2 separate regions of the Mus musculus genome follow, and region 1 is linked to region 2. Evidence: chromatin contacts called from public promoter capture Hi-C data. All regions are on one chromosome and are shown on one strand. Each heading gives the region's core, a stretch centred on a gene start, on an enhancer-like site or on the middle of the called end of the contact. The rest is flanking DNA. Distances are from core to core; before and after follow the strand shown. Region 1 holds the start of Insm1 (insulinoma-associated 1). Region 2 holds the start of BC039771 (cDNA sequence BC039771).

What was found. Promoter capture Hi-C pulls out the DNA fragments that hold promoters and counts their contacts.
Region 1: a promoter capture Hi-C map of embryonic stem cells shows a contact between it and region 2. The contact joins the promoter of Insm1 here to the promoter of BC039771 in region 2. A contact is called at or near these places in 4 of 39 promoter capture datasets (embryonic stem cells, hippocampal neurons and stem cell-derived epiblast-like cells) and 1 of 484 Hi-C or Micro-C datasets (granulocyte-monocyte progenitors).

The regions. Positions count from the first base shown.
Region 1 is chr2:146,219,490-146,225,107 of GRCm38.p6, forward strand. Insm1 (insulinoma-associated 1) reads left to right here and starts at 2,508. Exons shown (of 1, transcript NM_016889.3): 1 at 2,508-5,531. The coding sequence starts at 2,777. The coding sequence ends at 4,342.
Region 2 is chr2:145,698,124-145,703,561 of GRCm38.p6, forward strand. BC039771 (cDNA sequence BC039771) reads left to right here and starts at 3,072. Exons shown (of 4, transcript NR_033220.1): 1 at 3,072-3,199.

The DNA.
Region 1 (5,618 bases), core at 1,258-3,757, 520 kb after region 2:
TGTTCCGGTCCCTGCAGGCAGCCAAGTTCTGAGAAAATCCTGCATACCTACCACCACTGGTGCTACTGGACTGCACCCGCTGAAGGATGGCTGGTGTGAGCACGTGTCCGAATGCGCAGCCTAAGTGTTCCAGGACTTTCTAAGCTTCCATTTATTTTAACTGTACAGGCGTGGAAAATATTCACTGAATATCTTCCACGAATAGATTCACTGAATAGATTTCCTTGACTAAATCAAGAGCTCTGTTTGAATTCCCTCGAGCAAGGTTTTTTTATCTTTATTTTATTATTTGTTTTTTTTTCAATTGTTGGTCATATGCACCCCCACAAATTCAACACACATACACACCTTCTTTACAGTTATTAGTGGATTTTTTTTTGTTTGCTTGTAAGAACTCACTAGGCGACGAACTCTTCCGGCAGCCTTTTGAATAAAAAGAGTGTTACATACGCAAGACTAAATATCCTGATGGGGGTAGCCCGTCGAGCCCCGCCCCATTATTCCACAACCCAGATGGGATTCGTGATTAGGAAATAAAATTGGCCAAAGCTGTCTCGGAATCTCCCTCTCTCTTCTAATTTCATCAGCAGTATTAATCAGCGCTCAAAAGAGCAAAGAAATAACAGTTATTTCCAGATCGAAATATTAATGGATTGTAACTCATTTTAGTATTTCTAACTTTATAAAGACTAGCAACCATTACAACACTTTATATATTTTTCTCTCTTCAGTTGGTGGTTTTAAAAAAAATCATGGATATAAAATCATAAGATTTCTTTCCTCTGAGTTAACTCACCTTGACAACTGTCCCCATTACAATGTACTACTCAAGTGGATTCTGTTGAAAAAACAAAAAACAAACAAAAAACCAAAACCACTATTTAATTTCCAAGCCAGGGTATTTTCAGAGGGAAACCCCAAAACGATTAAATGCCTTCAGTGGAATTTAATCTAAGTCAAACTCAGCAAAAATCTAGGCTCACTTCAAGAGGGAAAAAATGTTTCTCTCACTTTGAGTAAAGTGACATTTTCTCTACAGCTATGACATTTGATGCGTCTTGGCTATTTGTTCCCTGGTGAGGGGCTTCTTAGGGATCTACTTCTTTCCCCAAGAAAAGAACCTTCTGTGTTTTCTCAGCCATTAGCAGGGAAGAGATCCCTAGACAAGTTGCCGGGTCTGGGTCCAAATCTGGCGTCTAGTGTGGCGTGTGTGTACCAGGGGTGTCCTTCGTTGTTGTCTCTTGCCAGTGGCACGGGAGGAAGCGGCTGGTCCTCTCAGGCTGCAGGCTCCCTCTGAGGACAGATTGGCCACCCCCACCTCCCCACACCCCCGGCAGCACGCGTCTCTTTTGCGTCCAGATTGGCCGCGACCCGCGCTCAATAGCGGGAGGTTAATTTCCTTCACAAAGGTGAAGGGGGCACGACTCCGGGGGGGGGGGGCCCCCGCGCCCAGACAGGCGGTTGCTTTATTCCGCAGCGCCTTGATTGGAGCCCTTGATTTAGCATCTGATGTCAACCCACAGACAAAATGCCCGCTCAGAATGAAAATGCATGAGGCTGCGCAGAGGGTGAAAACCAACTTCACCGTGCGTGGCCCACTTGGGTCAACTCCACAGGCGTTGCCTACGCCCTGGACAGCGAGGAGGCTCCTGAAGCCTGGGTCCGACCCTGGCAAAGATGCCAATCCTCCGGCTTCAGGCATATTAGGGAAAGGAACGTAACTTCAGATATTCAAGTTCCTTTTGGAAGCCAGCCAGCAGGCCAGGGATGCAGCCTCGCATCCGAGGGCGATCGAAAACGTGCTATGCCAACAGTTTCTCCAACTCGAGAGAAGCTTTCGAGGCCCGCCGGCAGGTTGAGCCCGTGAGCCCAGACCCGGCGCTCCGCCGAAGCCCGCTGGCTCAACGTGTTTACTCTCTGAAGCCCGGGTTCCCGCGGCCAGAGCACGGTCGGGCCACTGGCTGTCCGGAGTTGAGTTGCGCGTTCCCCTTGCCGATGATTTTCCATACGACGCGCGGAGCTCCCGCGCCCTTCTCCCGCAGCAGCCGCGGCCCTCGGGTCGCCCCTGCCCCCACCCCATCAGCGCGCCCAATTTCCCCCTGGGCTCCGGCTCGCGGATTGAACCCTCCTGACATATTTGGGGCCATTCTTCTCCTTTGTTGCTATTTAGCTCGCGACCCGCGGGTAATCCTCGCGCGGGAGGGGGGCGCACATTGTCGTGCTGATGGACGGGCCCATTTGGCGGCTCCGCGCCCCCCGGAGGAGACACACAAAGCCCAGGCACGTGCGCCTCCCCATAGAGGAGCAGCAGACCGTGAAGGGAGGCGGGGCCGGGCGTGTGCCTGGGCCAGGCGGGGCGGCGGCGCCGGGCGCGGCGGGGCGGGGCGGGGCGGGGCGGCCGAGGGGCGCGCGCTGGGGCCCCGCGCCCTCAGGTACATCTGCCGCACCTACCGGGCGACCCTCGAGTCCCGGCCCCTTTTTTGCCGCTCCGTCGCCCTCCCGCCCTCGTCGGCGGAGGAGCTGCGGACGCTCTGATTGGCTCTGGGGGAAGCGGGAGGCGAGAACAATGGCCCCCTCCCCCCGTTAAAAGGGAGCGGCGCCCGGGCCCGGGGACAGGGACGCGCGTGCGGAGCGCAGAGCCGGGCCAGCAGCCGCGGGCACTGCGGGAGTCCCGAAGCCGCCGCGTGCAGGCGATGGGCTGGGGTCACTGAGGGCCGCCAGGGCCGAGCACGGAGGTGGGACCCAACCAGTGCGTCGCCCTTTTCACCGCGCCAACATGCCCCGCGGGTTTCTGGTGAAGCGCAGCAAGAAGTCCACGCCCGTGTCCTACCGGGTCCGCGGCGGCGAGGACAGTGACCGGGCGCTGCTGCTGTCACCCGGCTGCGGGGGCGCCCGCGCCGAGCCCCCGGTGCCCAGCCCCGGGCCGCTGCCGCCACCTCCGCCGCCGGCGCTCGCGGAGCGCGCCCATGCTGCGCTCGCCGCCGCGCTCGCCTGCGCGCCAGGCCCGCCGCCGCCACCCCCGCCAGGCCCGCGGGCCGCGCACTTCGGCAACCCCGAGGCTGCGCACCCGGCGCCTCTCTACAGTCCCACGCGGCCGGTGAGCCGCGAGCACGAGAAGCACAAGTACTTCGAGCGCAGCTTCAACCTGGGCTCGCCGGTGTCCGCTGAGTCCTTCCCCACGCCCGCCGCGCTGCTCGCAGGGGGAGGCAGCGGCGCCAACGGCGCTGGCGGCGGCGGCGGCGGCACCTGCGGCGGAGACGCGCTGCTCTTCGCTCCCGCCGAGCTCAAGATGGGCACTGCGTTCTCCGCCGGCGCCGAGGCGGCCCGGGGTCCTGGGACCGGTCCTCCACTGTCCCCCGCCGCGGCCCTGCGGCCCCCGGGCAAGCGACCGGCGCCCCCCGCCGCTGTCGCTACAGAGCCGCCCGCCAAGGCAGCCAAGGCCCCGAGCGCCAAAAAGCCGAAGGCCATCCGCAAGCTGCACTTCGAGGACGAGGTGACCACGTCGCCGGTTCTGGGGCTCAAGATCAAGGAGGGCCCGGTGGAGGCGCCGCGGGGTCGCGCGGGGGGCGCGACCCGACCCCTGGGCGAGTTCATCTGCCAGCTGTGCAAGGAGGAGTACGCTGACCCGTTCGCGCTGGCGCAGCACAAGTGCTCGCGCATCGTGCGCGTGGAGTACCGCTGCCCAGAGTGCGCCAAGGTCTTCAGCTGCCCGGCCAACCTGGCCTCGCACCGCCGCTGGCACAAACCACGGCCGGTGCCCGCGGCGGCCCGCGCGCCAGAGCCAGAAGCCGCCACCAGGGCGGAGGCGCGCGAGGCTGCGGGCGGCGGCAGCAGCGATCGGGACACGCCGAGCCCTGGCGGCGTATCCGAGTCAGGCTCCGAGGACGGGCTCTACGAGTGCCACCACTGCGCCAAGAAGTTCCGTCGCCAGGCCTATCTGCGCAAGCACCTGCTGGCACATCACCAGGCGCTGCAGGCCAAAGGCGCGCCCCCGCCCCCGCCGCCGCCGCCACCCCCCGCCGAGGACATCCTGGCTTTCTACGCGGGGCCCGACGAAAAGGCGCCCCAGGAGGCCTCGGGCGACGGCGAGGCGGCCGGCGTGCTGGGCCTGAGTGCGACCGCCCAGTGCCACCTGTGCCCAGTGTGCGGGGAGACCTTCCCCAGCAAGGGCGCCCAGGAGCGCCACCTGCGCCTGCTGCACGCTGCCCAGGTGTTCCCCTGCAAGTACTGCCCGGCCACCTTCTACAGCTCCCCGGGCCTGACCCGGCACATCAACAAGTGCCACCCGTCTGAGAATAGACAGGTGATCCTCCTTCAGGTGCCTGTGCGTCCGGCCTGCTAGAGTGCGCCCTCGGTCCGGGGGCCCCCAGAACTGTGCCTTCACTCGGAGACCCACAAAGAGAGAGCGCCCCCCATGCCTGATCTGGGGGTCCCCTACTCCCATTCCAGGGTGAAAGTGTCCTCTTCGCTTCGCTTCGGTGGAGCATGACCACCTGGTCTTCTCGCTGTGACTCCTTTGGACCCCAACCCCTTTGCGTTGTGCCCCCCCCCCCAAGCCCCATGGCGCAACAGGAGTCCGTCTCTTTCTGTACAGGGGAGGAAAAAAATGCTGTATACGTTTGTCTCGTGGTTGGACGCCTCCTTTTGAGGGGCAAAGCTGTTTTTCTTGCTAGTATTCGCTGTGTTCATGGTCTAGAAAATGCGGTTTGCTCTGCCTACCAATCTCTGCTCTCTATGTCTGTAGCGTACGGGTTGTTTTGGGTGAATCTTGAGGAATAAAATGCCTTTATATTTCACAGGCTGTAAATTGAACTTCCCACACGATTAGCTTTATTATGGCTTGTGAACTGCTGGAGTCTGGCTTTACCTTTTTGTATGTGAACAAATCAAATTGCTTAAAAAAGAGTTTTCTTTAGTATAGCCACAAATGCCTTGACCTGTTGTCTGTTGGGGATTGTTTTTTGGGGGTGGGAGGAGTTCTAACGAGATGCTGTAGTAACTGCCTCAGTATATCCCGGAAGACTTTTGGTTTAATCATCTTTGTTGAGGTAGGGCTATTGAGTTCCTTTGACATGTATATGTTGATTGATGCACAATTGTTATTTATTCTTTATTTATTTATATTAATTATGAAGATTATGATATTATTTGATTGCAGATTCTCTCTCTCTCTCTCTCTTTCTCTCTCTCTCTCTCTCTCTCTCTCTCTCTCTCTCTCTCTCTCTCTGAGCTTTCCCCCTGCCACTTTTGACATTTCACTGTGCATTTTAGGAAAGAATCGTTTTTTCTAGAGGGGTCTGCTGAAAGTTTTAACTTTTCTATCTATCGAGGGAATTACAGACAACATACCATTTTATTCTGCTTGAGGGGCCCCAAGGCCCTTGTACAACCGACAGCTCTTACTTTTAAATGCAATCTCTTTTCTACATACATTATTTTCTTAATTGTTAGCTATTTATAGAAAGCTTCGATAGAACTGTTTCAACTGTATAAATATTTACTATTCAAATAAAATATTTTCAAAGTCAAAATATTGTGGTCTTATTTCAGCATCAAGTAGTTCCCTCCAAGGAGGATCTAAAATAGATTTTAAATGGTGTTTTTTAGTGGTTTCTTAA
Region 2 (5,438 bases), core at 1,822-4,321:
TTGGAGGTGGAGGGCGGGGCGGGGTGATGCCAGGTACTTCGGACCCACTGAAAGAGCCAGGGACAAATGCAGATACTGGCAGTGTGACACAGTCTCATCCACATTGTTTGCTGTGGGGCTGAGGCTCCAGGTTAACTCATGACATGCTGTCTTGTGTCTGAGCCATATGGCCCTAGTTAGCTATGTTCAACATTTACAAATGTCTCCTTTTTCAAAGAGAGTTTGAAAGTCAGATGTAGGACTCCTGTTAACTCCTTTAGCCTTCGATTTTTTATTCCAGGGGAAAAAAAAAGATGCCTTCAAGGGATTCCACTTTTGAGACAGGACTGTTCTCTGTCTTGGCAATGGCTGGTGAAATTAAAGAATTTTGGCTTTCAGTATGCTTTAGTGGTCAGAAAGGATTTTAAACAATTCTGTACACATACACACGAATGTGCGTTATTATAAAAAGTTACTTATTTAGAACCTTATATATATATATTACTGTACAGTTGACTCTCCATACTGGCCAGTTTTACTTGGATCTAATAATTTGAATAACTTTGGATAGAAAATATTTGATATTAGAGAGATGGCTCAGTGGTTAAGAGCATTGACTGCTCTCACAGAGGGCCAGAGTTTGACTTCCAGTACCAGCATGGCCAGTTCACAACCATCTGTAACTCCAGTTCCAGGGGACCTGACACCCTCTTTTGGTTTCTGAGGGTCTTGCACAGACATAAATGCAGTCAAAACACCCAGGCACATAAAATAATTAAAAATGCATTAAAAAGAAAAAGAGGTCTTTATTGAATGTGCATGGAGTTCTGATTTTCCCCTAAGCAGCAGAGCATAGTAACTGGTCATGTAGTGTTGTATTGTATCAGTGTTGTATTGTATCAGTGTTGTATTGTATCAGTGTTGTGTTGTATCAGTGTTGTATTGTATCAGTGTTGTATTGTATCAGTGTTGAATTGTATCAGTGTTGTATTGTATCAGTGTTGTATTGTATCAGTGTTGTATTGTGTCAGTGTTGTATTGTATCAGTTCTAAATCCTCTAGAGGTGGTGTAAGTTGCACAGGAGAATGTATAGATTATATGGAGGGCAGCATTTATGTAAGAGTTTTGGCAATGTGAGTTTTGGTAACTTGTAGGGCCCTGGGACCTGCCTAAGGTTCCTAAGGATGCCAAACTAAGAAATACTTGTATAGTGTTGAGCAAATAGGCTTGGGGTAATGATATTCTTAAGTGCATTAAATGGCATTTTTATTATTTTGGCGTATAAAACTCTGAGTTGGAGTAGAAGTATGGCCTATGTCACCTTGATCTAGAAAGAGAGCAAATATTGTAATCATTTATATACCCCCCTCAGCATTGTGAAGAAACAGAATTCTACAAACTTCAGATCCCCTGTTTGAGTCCAGCTAGGAGCCCAGGTGAGACCTGGCAGGCTCAGAAGCCTGTGGGAGCATTGAGTGGAGGACACGAGTGTGCAGAGGCTGGGCGAGACAGCACAGGCTACACCAACTGTCAAAGATGAGTCTCATCCTGAGGAAGGGGACTCTGGGAGAGATGGAGGGTGCTAGGAACACTTGCCTCTGGAAACTTTGTGATGTTGAGAAAGTCAGCAAAAGAGATAAAATGGAGGATCCTGAAGAAAGCAAAGGGCATCCCAACAGAGGGCAGACGACCCTGAGAGCAGACCCAACTGATAAAGAAATGACACCATTTTAACACTAGAGGGCGTGCTTGAATCAGGAAACCCAGTCAGCCACCCAGGCGCTGCCCTTGCTTGCACCGGATCTAACTAATGGTCAGAAAAGAAATGTGGTGCAAACCCAGGAAGCAGAAGTGTACTAAGCAGAGCTACAGCCTGAAGAAAATAGAGTTTGAAAGTCAAAGCATTTCCCATCATAAATGTTGTTATCATCTCTTAGGTGTAAACACACACACACAATATCAATCTTTCCCCCCCCCCCCCCCAAGGGAGGCTACAGAGAGAACTCTGTGGTTAAATTCTCTTTCAGAGGATCCAGGTTTGATTCCCAGCACCCAGGGAGCAGTTCACAACCATCTGTAATTCCAGTTCCAGGGCGTGTAAGGTCCTCCCCAAGTGTCCAACATGCAAGTGCTGCACAGACATACATGCAGGCAAAACACTCAGACACATAAAATGGTGATGATAATAATGGACTTAGAAAGGAAAAATGAGAGTGGATTTATAGTCCTCTTGTATGTGGGACTTTGCAGTTGTTGTTAACCTTGGGCTGTGGGGCCGAGAGTAGTTTTCCAATAGAGTTGAACAGCAGCCACCATCCAGCCTAGGTGTTCTCCTGGCCACTGGCCCATCAAGATGAAAAGTCTTAGCTATTGCCCCTCAAGCCTATGGGGCTTTGTGTCTACTTGTACCTGCTAGGATGGAAGAGGAATTTTGCCACATTTCTTCTGAGGATAAATTGAAAAGGAAAAGATCCAGTGATGTCCCTTCTGCTTCCTGGTTCATTCTTCTTACATCTGTGAGCTGCATCCTCTAAGCAGTTAGGTTGTTCCGAGGCCACCATGCTATGAGGAAGCCAACCTTAGCCAGAGAGGCCGATGACAAAGTCCGAGCTACATGGAGAAGCGACCTACTGCTTGCCAGCTGCCAGGCCATGCCTCCTCTCACCCCCCAACCCCACATTCTAACTCCAGCTACCATCTGGCCATGGCCTCATCCGACACTCTCAGCCAGAACTGCTCTGCTAAATTCTTCTGGAATTCCAGACCCTGAGAAACCATGGCAATAAGGAAATGAGTATTGTTTTAAGCCACCGAGTCTTGTGGTCTTATTACACAACAATGGATAATTAGGATGAATAAATCCTTAAGGAATAAAAACGAGTTCCAGAGAAAAACAGCAGCTTTACTTAACAACCTTTTATGTTCGTTTTTTGTTTTGGACAGTTCTCGAAGAAGCTGACAGTACAGAACATGTCGATTTTGGAGAAGAATTATGTCCTTCTTTGACTTGGCTTATAAACTAACCTTTCCCCTGAAGAAGAATTGAGATATTTTTAAATGACTTCCTTTTCCTTTTGTCTTTCTGTTTTGTAGCTGGGAAGGTTTAACTCTCCATGGCTTTTGGCAAAAGATGTGGGACAGATTGTTAGAACCATTCACTACGTCCATGCCTGAGACAAAGGTGAAAGGATGCAGGAATCTGTAGTACATTGCACAGAGGTATGACTGATTGGTTTCTTCCAGACTGGATGTGAGATTTACTACTGAACAAAATTCGGTAGGGTATAGGTGAGCATAGTAGAAGCCCTTGGTTATGCAGGGCCCACCACTTCTCCAAGAGGCTGCAGTTGAGGACATCTTTGACTCCATAGCTTGCTGGAACAAACCACTTCTCAGCCGCCTCGTCTTCAAATTCATCTACATTAAACTTAGTGAAGCCCCGCCTCTTTGAGATGTAGATCTTCCAGCAGCTAGGGAAATGGAACTTGGTTCTAGGCGGGTCCTTAATCGTATGTTCTTTAGAATGTGGCTTGGTGCAGATGGATATGATGACCCAGCAGATGTGAACCCTGGCCACTGTGCCTTGGGGCTTCTCAGAGGCATGCACACCTGTCTGGAGCCTAGAGTCGGGACAGCGTTGAGATTAGAGACAAGAATAACTGCCAGGAAATTGTCTCAAAGGTCCCTTAGGAAAGCAGACTGTGTAACTACCCATGTGGGCAGTGCTGGCAAGTTTTGCTGCCAACTTTAGATGCAACCAGCGTGCTAATCCCAAGGAAACACTTCCCTGAGCAAGTTGCCTCTGAGGCCCAGGGAACCCCTTCAAGTTAGGCATCCTCACAGGATGGAGCCTCCGATGGGTAGAGCTTTGCCCTCCGGACTCCTTTTGCCTTGTCTCAGGACAGTGCAGGGGGTTCTGTGGCATTAATTGCTTTAATAATCTCACTTGCTCTCTCAGCGCCGTCTGAATGCCCTCTTGGCTTCAACTTACTTCTGCTAAATAAGTTAGTGTGTAACTTTTACATTCCATTTCACTCTTGTTCTAAGGACGCAGGCATAATTAAGGCAGCTTCTTGATCGAAATATTATGTAAATGACCCCTATTCCCGGTCCTGGTGGGATCCCTGCTTGCCACTCAACGTTGGTTTTACCTTACCAGTGATTAACACCTGCTATAAAGCTAGATAATTACAACTAGCTGATTTCCTCATACCAACACCTGTACCTTCAGACATCTTCCCTGGGGTTTCAGTGGCCTGCTCTCTGAAAATGTCTTTGTCACCTTTTGTCTATTGCTCCAATCTGTTTTCTCCTGCGGGGTCACCAGAGTGACAGGGACATTTGACCTAAGTCGTCATGTCCTTCTCATTCACTTCATTCTGCCTGTAGCATCCTCTGGTGCTGAGGTCCAGTCTCCACTTTTATCTTTGATGAGAAAGAAATCTCTTCCATCTTAAGTGCTGGCACAGGATTCCTCACCTCCAGTCTCAAATTGCCCCTCCTCCAATTTCAATCTCTTGGTCCCAGACAAACCTCTTCATGTTACAGACCAAGAATAATTCCATTTCAATGAGAAAGGAACCTTTTTTTTTCTTTTTTGAAACAAACCATTTCAGTAGCTATCAAACCTGTTTTTCTAAATATGGCCACATCTTTTGTTTCTGTACACTTTTGGATGGTTCAGGTTTATCACAGTCTTATTAAGAGCGGCACCCAGAATTTCTGAGCAGAATGTCAGAGAGTGGCCTGGACTCTTTTGACCTTTAGCTTCCTCATTGTTAATGTTCCATTTTCTGGATACAGTGTTATCAATAGATTGTGATTCCACAGCCATCTCTTGGGTGCCTCAGTCTAGATCTTCCATGGAGCCACAGTCGGCTCATTCAAAAACGAAATGGTTGCCCACACTGACACCAGTCCCTCCAGACTTAATGAGGCCAGTAGGTCAGTAGGTCAGAGTGCCTGTATCTCATATCTAGATCCCAGGCCTTATGACCTAGGAAGGGTTGGATAGTTTTCTTTTCTCCCTTCATTATCTATTTGAGGATATGAGTTTTAGGGTAGAGAATTTTTTATTCTGACAGAATTAGCCATTTGTTTCCAGTAATTTTTCAACCAATGTTGGGCTTTTCAAGTTCAACTCACCTTTCCCCAAATGTAATAAATTATCCCCTTGCCTCACACCTCCTCCTGAAAACCACATCTGTCCCCTTCTCCTCGGGTCTGGAGCAGTTGGCTATAGCTTCCATTCTCTAGGTTGAGTCAGTAGGTTCAGGCCCCTGTCACGTGACCTAAGTATTTCTTCTGCCTCTAGTGCCCTATCCGGATCAGATTGTCAGTGATCAGTGTAGATGTGCAGTCATTTGCCCAGTCCCCATCTGGCTTATCTTTCCATGGTAATCCCCAGCCAGGTTCCTGGGGCTGACTGGCAGCAGACAGTACTTTTGTTTTTCTTTCC